Regions from separate parts of the Mus musculus genome. Here regions 1 and 3 are each linked to region 2. A link is a contact called in public HiCAR-type and HiChIP or PLAC-seq data. All regions are on one chromosome and are shown on one strand. The core of a region is the stretch at or near the end of the contact, and the rest is flanking DNA. Distances in the headings are between cores, read along the strand shown. Region 1 holds the start of Selenbp2 (selenium binding protein 2). Region 2 holds the start of Rorc (RAR-related orphan receptor gamma). Region 3 has its middle 16 kb from the start of Gm40094.

Region 1 (4,584 bases), core at 56-2,555, 320 kb after region 2:
ACACTTTCCTAGGTGAAGGGCAGCCCTGCACGGGGTTAACAGGATCAGGCCTCAGCCTAGCTTTGAGGAGCCCTGTTAATGGGCCTCAGTGAGAGAGGATATGTCTAATCCTGTTGGGACTAGATGTCCCAGGATGGGGTGACCCAAGGTTGTGGGGAGGCTTCCCCTTCTCCTCGGAGAAGGGGAGGGAGTAACAGGGGGAGGGATTTATAAGGGCAGGACTGGGTGGAGAGGAGGGGGAGGGGGGCTTCAATCCGGATGCAAAGTGAATAAAAATAAATAAATTACTGAAAAAAAGAAAGAGTTCTTCAGCAAGCAATGATTTACTGATGTATATTACAGCCACAGGCTTAACAACCTGAGCAGACACTTACTCTTCAAGCTAGAGGACCCACCCCAAGACAAGGAGTGCCCCTGAACATTTTCTGTCGCCACCCAATTGGGGACAGTAGCATCTGTTGATTTCCTCTCTGACCCTGCATCCAGCCCCTCAGGGCAGCAGACTCTGTGGTGAGGGGGAGTTAGTTCACTTTCACCTCCTGGGGTTTCTGAGGGAAATTGGCAGTAATAGCAAACACTAGGCTTTCTCCCACTTCAAAGCTCAAGGCTCATAGTGGTTCTGGGGAAAGTGGGACCTAGGCTCACCCCTCAGCCTTGGCTCTGTGGGCAGCTGCTGTGGAAAGGCCTGGGGGAGGGGTCTGGGTGATCAGAACTGTTTTTTGGAGCATGAATGTCTAGAAGAAGAGGACAATCATCAGAGAAAGCTGGCTTTCGATGCAGCAGTGGGAACAAACAGGTCCTCAACCGTGGGTACCCTGAAATGTCCATGGGCATGGCCAGACACATAAACGAGCATTTGAAGTCACAGGAACATGTGAATGCATACATATAAACACTCCTCTCACACGGTTCCTGCTCACATGGGCACACACAGGCATATACACGTCCAGGCGGAAGCACATACAAATTCACACCTGTGCATACACAAACATAAAGGCACATGGATAGGAACCCACAGGAGAAGGCTACACAGGCACACAAACTTAATACAGACCAAAGTACCCACTAATGGCTCAGATGTTTTTTGCATGTGTATATACACGTACATATGTGCACACCTGTGCACAAGTGTGCGTGTGTGCACACACACACCCTGTAATTTGAACAGCCAGGCCACTTGACAGCTTCCTGGTTAGCTGCCCTTTATAGTTTACCCTGGAAGGCAGCCAGGTCCCTCCCCTTGCTCCACCTCTCCCCCAATTAGATGCATAAATTCCCTCCTTTTGCCCCTTACCTGTGCAGTCTGCACTTAATACCAGCACTGGTCTCTGCTGAGCCTCTGCTCATTCCTGGCAAATCCTGCAGGACCCGAGTGTCAGCCAGCCAGCAGCATGGGTAAGGAAAAGGCTCTCAAACCATGTGTAGGCTGCCTGTAGTTTGGAGGGTCCTCCTCCTTCCAGGAAATGACCCGGAACTGTGAGGCAGACAGTGACGAAAGAGTTGGACTCTTGTTCCTACCCTGCAGACATGCACATAGCAGCTCAAGTGAAAACTTCATGCACACTATTTTTCAGCCTGGCCTAAGTTCTAAGGAACAGAAAGGGACCGCCAGAAATGGTGGTTTGTGAATCCTACCCAACCTCGGTAGGGGAAGGGGCAGGGGCAGTGCAGCTTGTCACCCTCGTAAATATATGATTCTGGTTTTAGCACGGGGTCAATGGGTTGGGGGGGCGGGTGTTACAAAAGAACAATCATCACAGCCTGGATCTCTCAAGCTGCTTCATATCACCAGTCAATGGGGGAAGTCAGGGGCAGCCACACTAGCGCACTGAGGGCCTGATTCTGCGCCCCTCCCAAGTCCCACAGCCCTCTTATCCTTTTGCCTGCGAGCTCCTGGGTATCAGTCTGAGAGTCTGGGTTTCAGAAGGAATGTTGAGGCCCTGCTCCCCTTATTGCTGGCTCTTCCCTGGGCTAGTAGAAAGACCAGTGGCCATCCTGGCACAGAAAATCCACTTGAACTTTGCCTGGGTTCCCCAAACTCAAAATGTCATAGACCTTGCTTAAAATGCTTACGACTGGAGGATGCCACACAGAGAAAGATGGTGCCCCAGGCGACCTAGCAGCCTGGACCAAGCCTTGGGTGGTGGGATAAACCTCCTCCACTTTTCTCCTCTTCTTAATGATGTTTTTATTTTATGAACATTTCTGTATGTTCATGTGTAGCACATACGTATCTAGTGCCAACTGGGGCCAGAAGAAGGTGTCAGACAGTTCTGAGTTCCATGGGTGTGTTCTTCACCCCTGAGCCATTTCTTGAGTCCTAGAACAGAATTTGTTGTTGTTGTTATTGTTGTTAGGGTTGTTTGTTTGTGGTTGGTTGGTTGGTTGGTTGGTTTCTGAGACAGGGTCTCACTATGTAGCTCTGGCTGATCTGGAACTCACTGTATGTAGATCAGGCTGACAGAGATCCTCTGGCCTCTGCCTCTTGAGTGCTGGGCTTCATGTGTTGCACCCCTTTAAGTCAGTGTGTGGTGGCTCATGCCTGTCACCTCAGTGCTAAGGAGACTGAGGCAGAAGGATCTTGGGGAGATCGGGCTCCCCAACTCCAACACTGTTACTGCTTCCCTACTTCGTATACCTTCTCGATGTGGATCTCCTGGGTGCAGAAGAGGCTGCTCTGGCCTTGAGGCTTCCTTATTATTTCCTTACATGTTTACTTGATGTGTGTGAGGCCAGAGAGCGTGTTAGATCTCCTGGAGCTGGAGTTACAGTTCACAGGGTTTCTCTGTATAGCTCTGGCTGTCCTGGAACTGACTCTGTAGACCAGGCTGGCCTCGAACTCAGAAATCTACCTGCCTCTGCCTCCTGAGTGCTAGGATCAAAGGCGTGCGCTACCACGCCCGGCTGGAGTTACAGTTCTTGACCACCATGTGGATGCTGTGAATCAAATCTGGGGTCTTCATAAGAGCAGTCATTGCTCTTAGCCTGAACCATGTCTCTAACCTCTCTCGGGCCTGCTTGTGGACCTGGGTCAGGGCAGGGGCAGAGCACAGGCCTGTGAGCTCCACTTCAGAATTTCTTTCAACCTACATGAGCCTGTTCAACCTCCAGAGTCTGGCCCACACTCAAAAAGCTGGAATCTTGGCAACTGTCTTGTCAGACTGTAGGGTCCGGAAGGGCCTCTCCCTATAGCTGTGATCACTAGGAAAATAGAAAGAAGCCTAAGGACACACAACTGGCATCAGTCTTTTTTTTCTTTTTTCTTTTCTTTTCTTTTTTTCTTTTTTTGGTTTTTCAAGACAGGGTTTCTCTGTGTAGCCCTGGCTGTCCTGGAACTCACTTTATAGACCAGGCTGGCCTCGAACACAGAAATCCGCCTGTCTCTGCCTCCCAAGTGCTGGGATTAAAGGCATGCGCCACTAAGCCCGGCCTGGCATCAGTCTTGACCAAATACACACACTCCCTGGCTTTGGATTGATTGTGTAATCCTGAGTGTGACCAGCAACCCAGCTCAGGACCCCAGCTGGATGGAGGAAGTTTCTGGGTCCTGCTCTGGCTGAATTTGGTGGAAGATGCAGCCTTCCCATTCTCGAGGGCTGCTCCTCAGAACAGACCTCAGAAGGCTGCCTACTTGGTTTAGGTCTCACAGAGGCCCCTCCGGGATTTTGTTTTATCATGTTGAACCAAAAACCTTCCAATGATAGGCAAGTGCTCTATCACTGAGCAGCTTCCCTCGGTGGGTCGTTTGATTTTAAGATTTAGTGTGTGTCTGTGTGTGTGTGTGTGTGTGTGTGTGTGTGTGTGTGTGTGTGTGTATGCGCTGGTGAGTGGTGCAGCCCTCAGAGGTCAGAGGCATCTGACCTCCCCAGAGCTGAACTCTGTGCTTGCTGGTAGCTGGGAATTGAATTGCTGAGCCTTCCTAGCTCACTTTTGCTTTTTTGAGACAGGGTCTTTCTATGTAACCCTGACTGCCCCAAAACTATGTAGACCTGGCTGGCCTTGAACTTGCGGATCTCCACCTGCCTCTGCTTGCTGGGATTAAAAGCATTAAAGGCATGAGCCCTAAATCAGTTTTTGCTATGTAGCAAGGCTAGTGTTGAACTCATGCTGCTTCTGCCTCCCTAAGGCCGTGTGCCCATCCCCCTGTGGTGCTCTCATTATCTCTTCTTCACATACAAACTGGAAACTGAGTTAGATAATTTGCCCAAGTTCTGCCCAAGACTGGCCAGGTAGGCTACGGCAGGAATCGAAGTCAGTGTTATGATTACTGAGGACACAGGCTCTGCCTCACCTCCTCCAGTCCACTTCCAGGTCATGTGGCTCCACTCTTCCACCTCACCCTCATCAGAGATGGGGGACTGGGTTGGGGGATGGGTTGGGGGTACTGGGCCAAAGTGATGGGGCTGAAGTAGGGACCTGGGGCAGCAGTGAGTCTGCCTTGCCTGCCAGATGTGTCACAGGCTGCATAAAGAGAGAATCACACTCCAAAGCAGGCCCCAGCCAACGTGTTCCCATTATTTCTACAGCTACAAAATGCACAAAGTGTGGTCCAGGTTACCCCACCCCTCTGGAGGCCATGAAAGG
Region 2 (4,891 bases), core at 1,739-4,238:
CTGGATGACAGCTGTACACTCACCCTATGGCCACTGTGGGAGGAACAAATAGTTGAAGCTGTTGGAACAGTTCCTCCTGTGGGCGTGATCTCCTGATAGCTGGAAGCACAGAGAACTCTCTGGTGGCAGTATCAGTCTGAATAGGGAACCCCACCCTAATCACCCACCCCCCCATGCTGGAGGCAGGGCCAAAAGCTGGGTAGGATGATGCCTGTAATCCCAGCCCTCAGAAGGCTGAAGGAACTGGATAGCCATGAATGTTCAAGGCCATCTTGGACTACTGAGTGAGATCATCTTAGCAACACGTAGGAATGAAGGTCTCGAATGCTGAAATGAAAGAGTAGCTTAGAAGAAAGCCACTCTCAAGCCAGGACCCGGTCGCTTCCTGAGCCCTCACAGTCATTCTGACAGTGCCAGGCAGTGTCTGCCACTGCCATACTGTGTGGCATCTGAAAGCATCCCTAGGGGCCTCCACCCTGTGCCTCTAGCTTGAGGGAGGGGTCATCTGGAAGGTCTTAAGACCCATAATCACCAAGAGAAAAGGACCTGGTCAGCGATGCAGGTCTGTAACCCCAGCACACCCAAGGCAATGTTGTGAGTTGGAGGTCACCCTAGGAAAATGAGAGGAGGGGCGGGGTTCAGCAGTTAAGAGCACAGGCTGCTCTTCCAGAAGAACCCAGGTTCAATTCCCAGCATCCACACAGTGGCTCACAGTCATGTATGACTCCAGTTCCAGGGCACCTGATATCTTTTTCTTTCCTGCATAGTGAACCAAACACACAAATGGTGCACAAATAAACATGCAGGCAAAACACCCATACTATTAAAAAAAGATAAGTGAAAAGAAGAAAGAAGAACAATAACTAAGGGAGATGAAAGCGAGCTGGTGAGGCACAGAAAACTGAGCAGTGATGGGCAGATAGGAGCACAGAAGAGCAGGAGGGGATAGCTCTGGGATAGAGGCAGGCCATTAAGGTCCCCATCCTTTGAGTGCCCTAACCTTTCCAGAAGCCTCTTTCTGACTCTGTTCCTAGGTAGGGGTGCCATCACTTTGCCTCTTTTCAAAGCTCTCCAGATTGGCATTGTGTTTTGAGAAGAACAGTATACATGGGCCTGTTTACCACCAAAGACCGTGAAGTCAGAGATGACCTAGTCAGTGGAGTACTGCCACAAACACACTGGGGTCAAGGGTTTTGGGGGGTTTTTTGGTTTTTTGGTTTTTGTTTTTTAAGATTTATTTATTTTATGTATATGAGCACACTATCACTCTCTTCAGACACACCAGAAGAGGGCATCAGATCCCATTACAGATGGTTGTGAGCCACCATGTGGTTGCTGGGAATTGAACTCAGGACCTCTGGAAGAGCAGTCAGTGCTCTTAACCACTGAGCCATCTCTCCTACCCAAGGGTCAAGGTTTAATCCCCCAGAACCCACATCACAAAATGGGTACAGTGGTAGATAGGTAGGTAGGTACTTGTAGTCTCAACAATGGGGTCGTAGAAACCCTAGAAATCACTTGCCAATCTGGCTAACCAAGATGGCGAGTTCTCCGTTCCATGGGAGACCCTGTCTCAAAAAAACAAAACAAAACAAAACAAAACAAAAAGGTAAAAGGTAATTGAGGCAGACATCAAATTTTAATCTCTATCCTCCACAGACATGCACACTCACACGTGTACACACACCCACCTATACAGACACACACATATATGTATACATATAAAGGACTTAGGACTAGTCAAAGCCTCAAAGGCCCTCAAAAGTCACCCTACACCCCTACACTTTTCAGTCTCCCTGGGGCTAAGAACGGCTATTCCTCCTAATCTTTGTCTCTGACTCTTAGGAGACTCAGCTCCCTAGAGCACTGGGTGCTACTGGTTGCACAGTGTGAAGCTCCACGGAGGGCCAACGGTGGAGAATGGAATGCTGGGAGCGAAGGGACAGCTGCCTGCCCTCTCCACGCCAGGTGCCACGTGCACCAGGTGGAGGGAGTGGGCGAGTCACGAGGCCCTGGCGTGGCCGGCTCCTGCCCTGCTGTTTACCAGCTGGAGAAAGCAGGAGGAGGGGTTGGGAGCCTCCTGCTCCCAGCCTGGCCCCTAGCCAGCGGTTGTTGGGTAAGCAGGAAAGCCAGGCACAGCTAATCAAACTCTGGGCAGAGGACATGCCGAACTGAGGCATCCAATATTCACAGAAGTCTTGGCTCTTGGTCCTTCTCAGACTCCAGTGCAGGCCTTTATGTGAACAGAATTACGGGGTCGTGGGGGAGGGGGAAGGGAGAACCGGGAGGAGGGGGGAGGATTCCCTCCTCTCAACTTGTTGGTCCAGTGCAGTTGCTCTCTTCTGCTCTCCCTCCAACACCCCTCACCTCTCAATTTGCTCTTCCTCCTCCACACCTCCCCCCACCACACCAGAAGTATGGGAAGCATCTAGAAGCCTGGAAAATCCAGAGGTGGGCAGCATGGAGTTAGAGAGAGGCAAAGCAAGACATGTGCTGGGGGAACCCAAGCTGCAGGGAAGTATATCTGATCCCATCCTGGAGATCAGAGTGCACACACACACACACACACACACACACAGAGGCTGTCTTTTCTCTTCACTCTTCCTGCCTCCCTTTCTTGCTATTCTGTCACCTGTCCTAAAAAAGTTACAGAGACCAGGTTCAAATCTCAACTCAATCACGAATTGCCCTTGTGAATTCCTGGCAAGTCTTTTCTATTCTGGGCAGCAATTGGTTCATGATTATGAATAATCACTCGTGCCTGTAGGGGGTTATCATGTGGGATTCCAAAAAACAAACAAAAAAATTCTGATTTACCTACAAGGCCTGGCAAAAACTCAGCATACAGTAGGTAATTAATAAGTACTAGCTCCCTTTCACCTGTTTTTCCTCAAGACTCCAGACACTGGTCCACTGCTCTCTCCCTGAGTCCCCTCCTGTGCCAGGACACTCTGCCAGCCACTCCTTTCCCCTGCCTGCTGACGGGCCAGGTGCTCCCTCCCTCTTCCCTCCTCCCTCCCTTGGGCCCTGCTCCCTGCCCTCCTGGGCAGCCAGGGCAGCAAGGACGGCACCAAGGGAGCTACCCCATGGACAGGGCCCCACAGAGACACCACCGGACATCTCGGGGTAAGAGACCCTAAAGCCCTGCAGGCAGGTGGAAGGGACTGTCAGGGGGCTCAGAGGAGGGGAGGGAGGCGAAGAGACTGGGAAAGAAAGAACTGGGGAGAAGAGAGGTGAGCAGAGGGGAGATGGACTGGCAGACAGAGCAAAGCGGTGAGGTAGGACCGAGTCTTTACATAACTGTAGGGGGGGGACAGGAAGAGGGCCTAGGGTAACAGCAGGAGACCTGGGAAGACGGGGAGGGCAAGAAGGAAGAGACAGGTTGGAGTGGGGGCAGGAGGGAGGAGCTGTGTTAGGGAGGCTTGATCGAGAGGATGGGAATGGGGCTGGCTCCCAGGTGTGAGCAGGCCCCTCCCTGCCTGCCACAGAACCCTGGGCAGCAGCGGCTGGAAGGGTGACTCTCCGCCTTCCTATTCATTCACAAGTGGCTGCCGTTCTGGCGCAGGGGCTGGGGGTGGGGGACCTGGGAGAGAAGATGCAGTTGCACCATGCCAGCTGCTCTAGCCCAGCAGTCCCACGCTTTCCTTCAAGCTGGTCCGAGCACGGAGTTTTATCTTTGCTGTGTGAGGCACCTGTGGAGCACAGAAAGGAACTGGGGAACAGTCCCCCGATGGAGTGAGGAGGGAGCCCTTCAGAACAGGACATCCCCTCCCTCCCTCCCATGCTTGTCAGCTGGGAACCTAGAGAGAGTGAACGACAGAAGTGCCAGCTTCTAGGGCCACTAGAGAAAGGCTCCGGGGTGGGAGTGGGAGTGGGGGCCAACAAGGGGAGTGTCCCCATGCAAGACTGCTCTGAATTGCAAAGTTGGAGGCTGGACAAGGGTGCCACGTCAGGGAGGAAACTGAGTAGGGCCAGACAGGATTAGCAGGGAGGTGGGCATGGCATGAAGCCACACCCTCTCTGGGCAGACCTTCCCCTCCCCCACCCGGGGAACAGGCTACCAGGCCCCATTTACTATCACGGCAATGAAATGCAGGAAGCCTGGCTGCAGAGTGCATCTCCTGGCAGAGGGACAGTGAAGGAGGGACAGGACATGTGTGCCAGGCTTGGACAGCAGAAGGCAAAAAGTAACAGAAAGGAATCAAAGGTTAGGGACATTACAGACAGGGCTAATGGGCTTTCTGGAACAGAAGACTGGCCCTAGGCACCCTGGATATAGGAAATGGGTTGCGGCCTCTTTTGCCAAGGGCTCCCTCTCTAGGTGTTTCCCAAATACTGACTGCATGCTGATTTCATCCCAGATATGTAAACAGCCCTGTAACTATGCAGTAACCATGACTCTCCCCTCAGCTGCTGCTCCCCTGGACAGCAGAGCATCTCTGTAAACCTCCACGAACCATGGGGTGCCTCCTCCTGTCTGATCTCCACCCAGACCCATCCACGAGCAAAGCAGCAAGGCAAAGGGATCTTCCCTCTGCAGGCTTGTGGGCAGGTGAAGCACAGTGGCGGCCAGAGAGGGTCTATCTGCAGCTCGGCCCTCCTTGTCTTCCTCTTCGCCCACCCTCCCCATGCACTCCCAGCCCCACACCTCTGCAGCTCCCTCTTGCTTTCAGGCACAGATAAGCAACCAAAAGACTGCATTCCCTCTGGGTGCAGAATATGTGTGTACGTCAAATGCACCAGATACTAGAGGGTTCTTGCTGTTCCCCAGAGCAACAAGCTGAACAAGACAGACAGAGGCTCTGTCTCCAGACGGGCTTACAATCTAGAAGGGATGATGGCATACCTAGGGCAGTTGTCTGTTATGTCAAGTGCCAGGAAACAATGCAGA
Region 3 (4,335 bases), core at 269-2,768, 430 kb after region 2:
GCTCTTCTGGCCTCTGGCTTCTTTGGGCACTTCATTGTATGTGATGTACAGACATATCACATACACAATAAATCTAGGAGAAGGAGAAAAGAAAGGAGGAGGAGAAGAAAAGGAAGAAGAGGAAGAGGAAGAGGAAGAAGGAAGAAGAAGAAGAAGAAGAAGAAGAAGAAGAAGAAGAAGAAGAAGAAGAAGGAAGAAGAAGAAGAAGAAGAAGAAGAAGAAGAAGAAGAAGAAGAAGAAGAAGAAGAAGAAGAAGAAGAAGAACCACCACCTCAACCAACTTGTCTCTAGGATTTGAAACAGAACCCAGAAGTGTTTGTGTTTGTGGTCTGTTATCAAACCCCAAAGACTGCAATGATGGAGACCCAACCAGGAGTTGTTAAAGCTTGGCCACTGGTGATTAAATTTGGGGAGAAGATTTCCAACACTCTTCAGAAAGTCCTGTGAAGCTTTCCTCTGTGGAGTTCTGATTGCTTGCTACATTCTAGATGCAGAGAAACTGGGAACTGGGGCCTGGATTCTTCTAGAAAGTGGGTGGGCCACCCTGGTCTTTCACATCCTATAGCACACCTAGAGCAATGGAGTCCTGGGACAGCAGAAAGGGATGCAGAGTTTCCGGCTTTCCCAGGAGAAAGTCATCCCTTCCTTGGGCTGTAACCAGGAGGGTTTTCTGCAGATTCAAGACAAAGACCAGTTAAATAAAAATAACAAAAAGTTTGCAAAAGTTCTCAACCCCACTAACAAAATACTTTTCTCCTTTGGTTCTCAGAAAAGGGAGAGGTTCTTATCCTAGAATGTCTAGAAATTCCACAATGGCGTGCTTTATGTCTTGTCTCTCTGGGCTTTCCTTTGTTTTCCCTGAAAATAATCTCTTGATTTTAGAGCTATGATGTAGTTTAGAGGTAGAGCACTGTGTATCGTGGGAGAGGCCCTGGCTTTCTTCCTTTGCACCAGAACGGGGATAAAAAAAATCTTATTTCAAAACAAATTTATTTGAGTACAAACATGAATTAGATGAATTTTATATACAAATAAGCATATATAAATTAAATATCTAAGTTGTGTGATTTAAAATTTTTACTGGGAATTTTTTTTCTTTTTGGAAAATAGCTTATTAAAGTATGTTTGACAAATGGTACAGCTTCAAATGTAAAGTGTACTGTGGGAAAGTTCCCATGTGTGTATACATCTATGGAATCCCTCCTACAGGCAAGATAGCAATTGTAGAATTTGGAGGTACAGGGTGGATCTGTTTTCCCTGAGTTTTGACCTCTTATTAGCTCACAAATTTGTACTATGAGTAATGAAACAAGATGAGTCACTTACAAAAAAAAAAAAAATTCTGCGAAAGTAGTCAGGAAAGAAAACTAACGTGCTACCCACCCGCTTGGCAGGTGCTCACTAGCTCATTAACAGCAATCTTGTCACTACACGGTTGGCTCTCTCTCTTCACTGAACACAGGGCTCAGCGGGAATGCAGAGGGCTGAGCTCAGTGGGGATTCTGGGCCAGCTAGCAGCGGCTACTCAGTGTGGAAGCTGGAGAGATTCCTGCCCTTGGCTCCCCAGTAGCTCTGCTTCTTGCTTGAGGTTATTAGGCGTGAGGTCTTTGCTATTTCAACATTCCCCGTGGCGAGGAGAAAACAGGAGCTCCTTTGTCCTGCCGGCCTATCCTTCTAGCATCTAGATTGAAGTCCTGTTCTTCGCCACGATTCAGCCGTATTTAATAAATTGCTGCTACCTGGTGCCACACTGTTTCAGGCTCAGGGTGTGGAGCAGAAGTCAAAACAGTGCGTTTCGCCCGCCTGAATTAAGTTCTTGTGCTTCTTTCTGTGAGGAAACTAAAAGTTAGACTCTTGATGCTGCCCGTCGGTAACTTGTGGGTTATTCCCACCTGTGTATCCTCTTTTCTCCTTGCCTTTGCCACTGCTGCGGGCTCTATAATCTTCACCAGGCCCATGACCTCCCCTGAACTGGGTGTTTCTTCCCTGTTCCCTAACCGTGGGGAAGGTCTTTCCTCTGTCCCTGGCTCCTCTCCCTCAGGGGTTCATTCACGTTCATACTTTCTACTTTGGCTTCTAAATCAAGACAACTCTGTCAATCCTGGCCTCTCATCCATAAACCAAGTCTGTCTCCCACTTTCTCCGGGTCTCTGCGCCTGCCTGTCTCATCTCTGATTAGGGCACAAAGTAGGTGCACGGGCTTCCCCAGCGTGTCACCTCTCTAACCCAGAGTTCTTGTCTCCACTTCTCACAGCCCTCAATCACCCAAATGTGAGGAGTGACTCTTTGCTTGGAATTATACCAGAGACTACCAATTAGGAAACCCAGATGGGCACTGTGGCTCACATCTGTAATACCAGAGGACAGCTGTGAATTAGAGCAGCCTGGGCTACTGAGTGGAGTCAGAGGGCCTGGGGAATTGGTTCTGTTGTTCATGCTGCTTCTCAGGCTCACTTCTTAGAACCATATGGAAGCTCACAACCTAGAGTCTGGGACTCCAGTTCCAGGGGACCTGATGCCCTCTTCTGACTGATTTCCCAGGGGATCAAGCACATACATGGCATACATACATACATACATACAGGCACACACGCACACACACTATATCTATATCTATATCTATATCTATATCTATATCTATATCTATATCTATATCTATCTATATCTATATCTATATAGTGTGTGTATGTGTGTATATGTATATATATAGTGTATGTATATATGTATGTATATATATATATATATATATGCAGATATACACACAGGCAAAACATGCATATAATAAAGTAAATAAAATCTAAAGTAAAATCTAATAACAAAATCAACTATAATAATAAGATGGCAAAGGCCTATGAGTTCACCAGAATAGATTTATCAGCTGACAACATAGATTTAGCCACTCATTCAGTTCACGTTTATAAAGTACCCACCACAGTTCCATCTGATTCAGTGCCCTCTTGTGGTCTCTGAAGGCACCAGGCACGCATGTGGTGCACAAGCATACATGAAAGTAAAACACCATAAATATCAAACAAAAAATGATGGTATTAATAATAAAAACCAAGCCAGTGCTGAAAAGATGGCTCAGTGATTAAAAGGGCTTGCTGCTCAATCATGAGGAAGGAATTTGGGTCCCAGTACCTACATTTAGCAGCTCACAGACTGCCTGTAACTACAGATACCTCATCTGGCTTCTAAAGGCACCTACATGCATATGCATTCTTACCCCCAACCCCTGACACACACATGCACAAATAAAATCAAAATAAATTTTAAAATCAAAGGAAAAAAAAACCAAACAAACCTAGTACCTATCCCAAATATGAAACATCTAAAACAAATACTTAAGTGCAGCGCAACTTGATGGACTATGCGGAGTGGGCCCAGCCTTCAGCAAGGTCCGCTGGGAAATAACACTGGACTTTGGAGAAGATTGGTCACTGCTAGGCTTAGGTCAGATTGTGCAGGGAACAAAAAGAGTTAAGACGGGAATCTCTGAGAACCTAGAGAAGAGGGAGGAGGCAGGAGGCAGCAAGGGCTAGCAGCTTGGATTCCAGCTCTGGCTGACTCTGTCCTGGACAGGGCTGGTACAGAAGGAGTCTCACTCTGACCACTCAGCAAGATGATCAGAAATGACAGCTGTGCACAAGCAGCAGAAAGTCCTCTGCTACAACCGAGCAGCTGAAACAAATATGAATAAGTAAAATGAAAAATATATATAATGTCCTGGATAGGATCCTGGAACAGAAAGAAGACACTAAATTAGAAATGAAGGAGGCTGGAGAGATGCCTCAGGGGCTGACATGACAGCACTGGGTGCTTGCTCTTCTAGAGGACCAGGGTTCAATTCCTAGCACCTACACAAGGCTCAAAACTGTAAGTCCAGTCTCGGGTGTGCAGCGCTGCCTTCTGGTCTCCACAGGCACAAGGCCACAAGTGATGCATTGACATGCATGCAAGCAAAACACCCACACACATAATTTAAAGAAACTAAGAAAAGAAAAAGTTTGTCCTTTAGCTAGTAGCAGTAATCGTTATAAATATGTCATACTACTAATATTAAGATATAAAGAATTGGAAAACTGAGCAGGGCATGGTGGTACACGCTGTAATACCAGTATCTGAGAGGCCAAGGAAGGAGAATTTTCATAAATTCAGGGCAAGATTGAGCTAAATAATGAGGCCTTGTCAAAAGAACACACACCACTAAATGATAATAACCTTGGCATGGTGGCAAACACCTATAATCTCAGCACTTGGAAGGTAGAGGAAAGACAACCAGGAGTTCAAGGCCATCCTTGGTTACACAGAAAGTTTGAGGCCAGCCTGGGCTAC

Evidence for each region. HiCAR-type assays count read pairs that join an accessible place to other places. HiChIP or PLAC-seq counts read pairs in DNA pulled down with a chosen protein or histone mark.
Region 1: a HiCAR-type map of kidney shows a contact between it and region 2, with 2.3 times the contacts expected there. The contact joins the promoter of Selenbp2 here to the promoter of Rorc in region 2. A contact is called at or near these places in 1 of 39 promoter capture datasets (embryonic stem cells), 2 of 115 datasets of contacts at active chromatin or transcription factors (kidney and pancreatic cancer cells) and 2 of 9 other capture datasets (adipose tissue and embryonic stem cells).
Region 3: an HNF4G HiChIP or PLAC-seq map of pancreatic cancer cells shows a contact between it and region 2. The contact joins the enhancer-like site here to the promoter of Rorc in region 2. A contact is called at or near these places in 2 of 39 promoter capture datasets (embryonic stem cells and hippocampal neurons), 2 of 15 datasets of contacts at CTCF or cohesin (embryonic stem cells and stem cell-derived epiblast-like cells), 5 of 484 Hi-C or Micro-C datasets (differentiating embryonic stem cells and embryonic stem cells), 2 of 115 datasets of contacts at active chromatin or transcription factors (embryonic basal ganglia and pancreatic cancer cells) and 4 of 9 other capture datasets (adipose tissue, embryonic stem cells, liver and 1 more).

What each region holds. Positions count from the first base shown.
Region 1 is chr3:94,692,268-94,696,851 of GRCm38.p6, forward strand. It overlaps Selenbp2 (selenium binding protein 2), which reads left to right and starts at 1,306. Exons shown (of 12, transcript NM_019414.2): 1 at 1,306-1,395; 2 at 4,527-4,583. The coding sequence starts at 1,392.
Region 2 is chr3:94,369,806-94,374,696 of GRCm38.p6, forward strand. Rorc (RAR-related orphan receptor gamma) reads left to right here and starts at 2,989. Exons shown (of 11, transcript NM_011281.3): 1 at 2,989-3,126. The coding sequence starts at 3,087. It overlaps Gm38411 (a long non-coding RNA gene), which reads right to left and starts at 1,218. Exons shown (of 3, transcript XR_867461.1): 1 at 24-1,218.
Region 3 is chr3:94,802,848-94,807,182 of GRCm38.p6, forward strand. No RefSeq gene overlaps it. Among named protein-coding and RNA genes, the nearest start is that of Gm40094, 16 kb to the right of the region's middle. Within about 2 kb of position 1,519, at least 58 of the 459 cell types and tissues checked have an H3K27ac peak or open chromatin away from gene starts, as enhancers often do. A contact at or near this core is called in adipose tissue and pancreatic cancer cells, where this site is marked.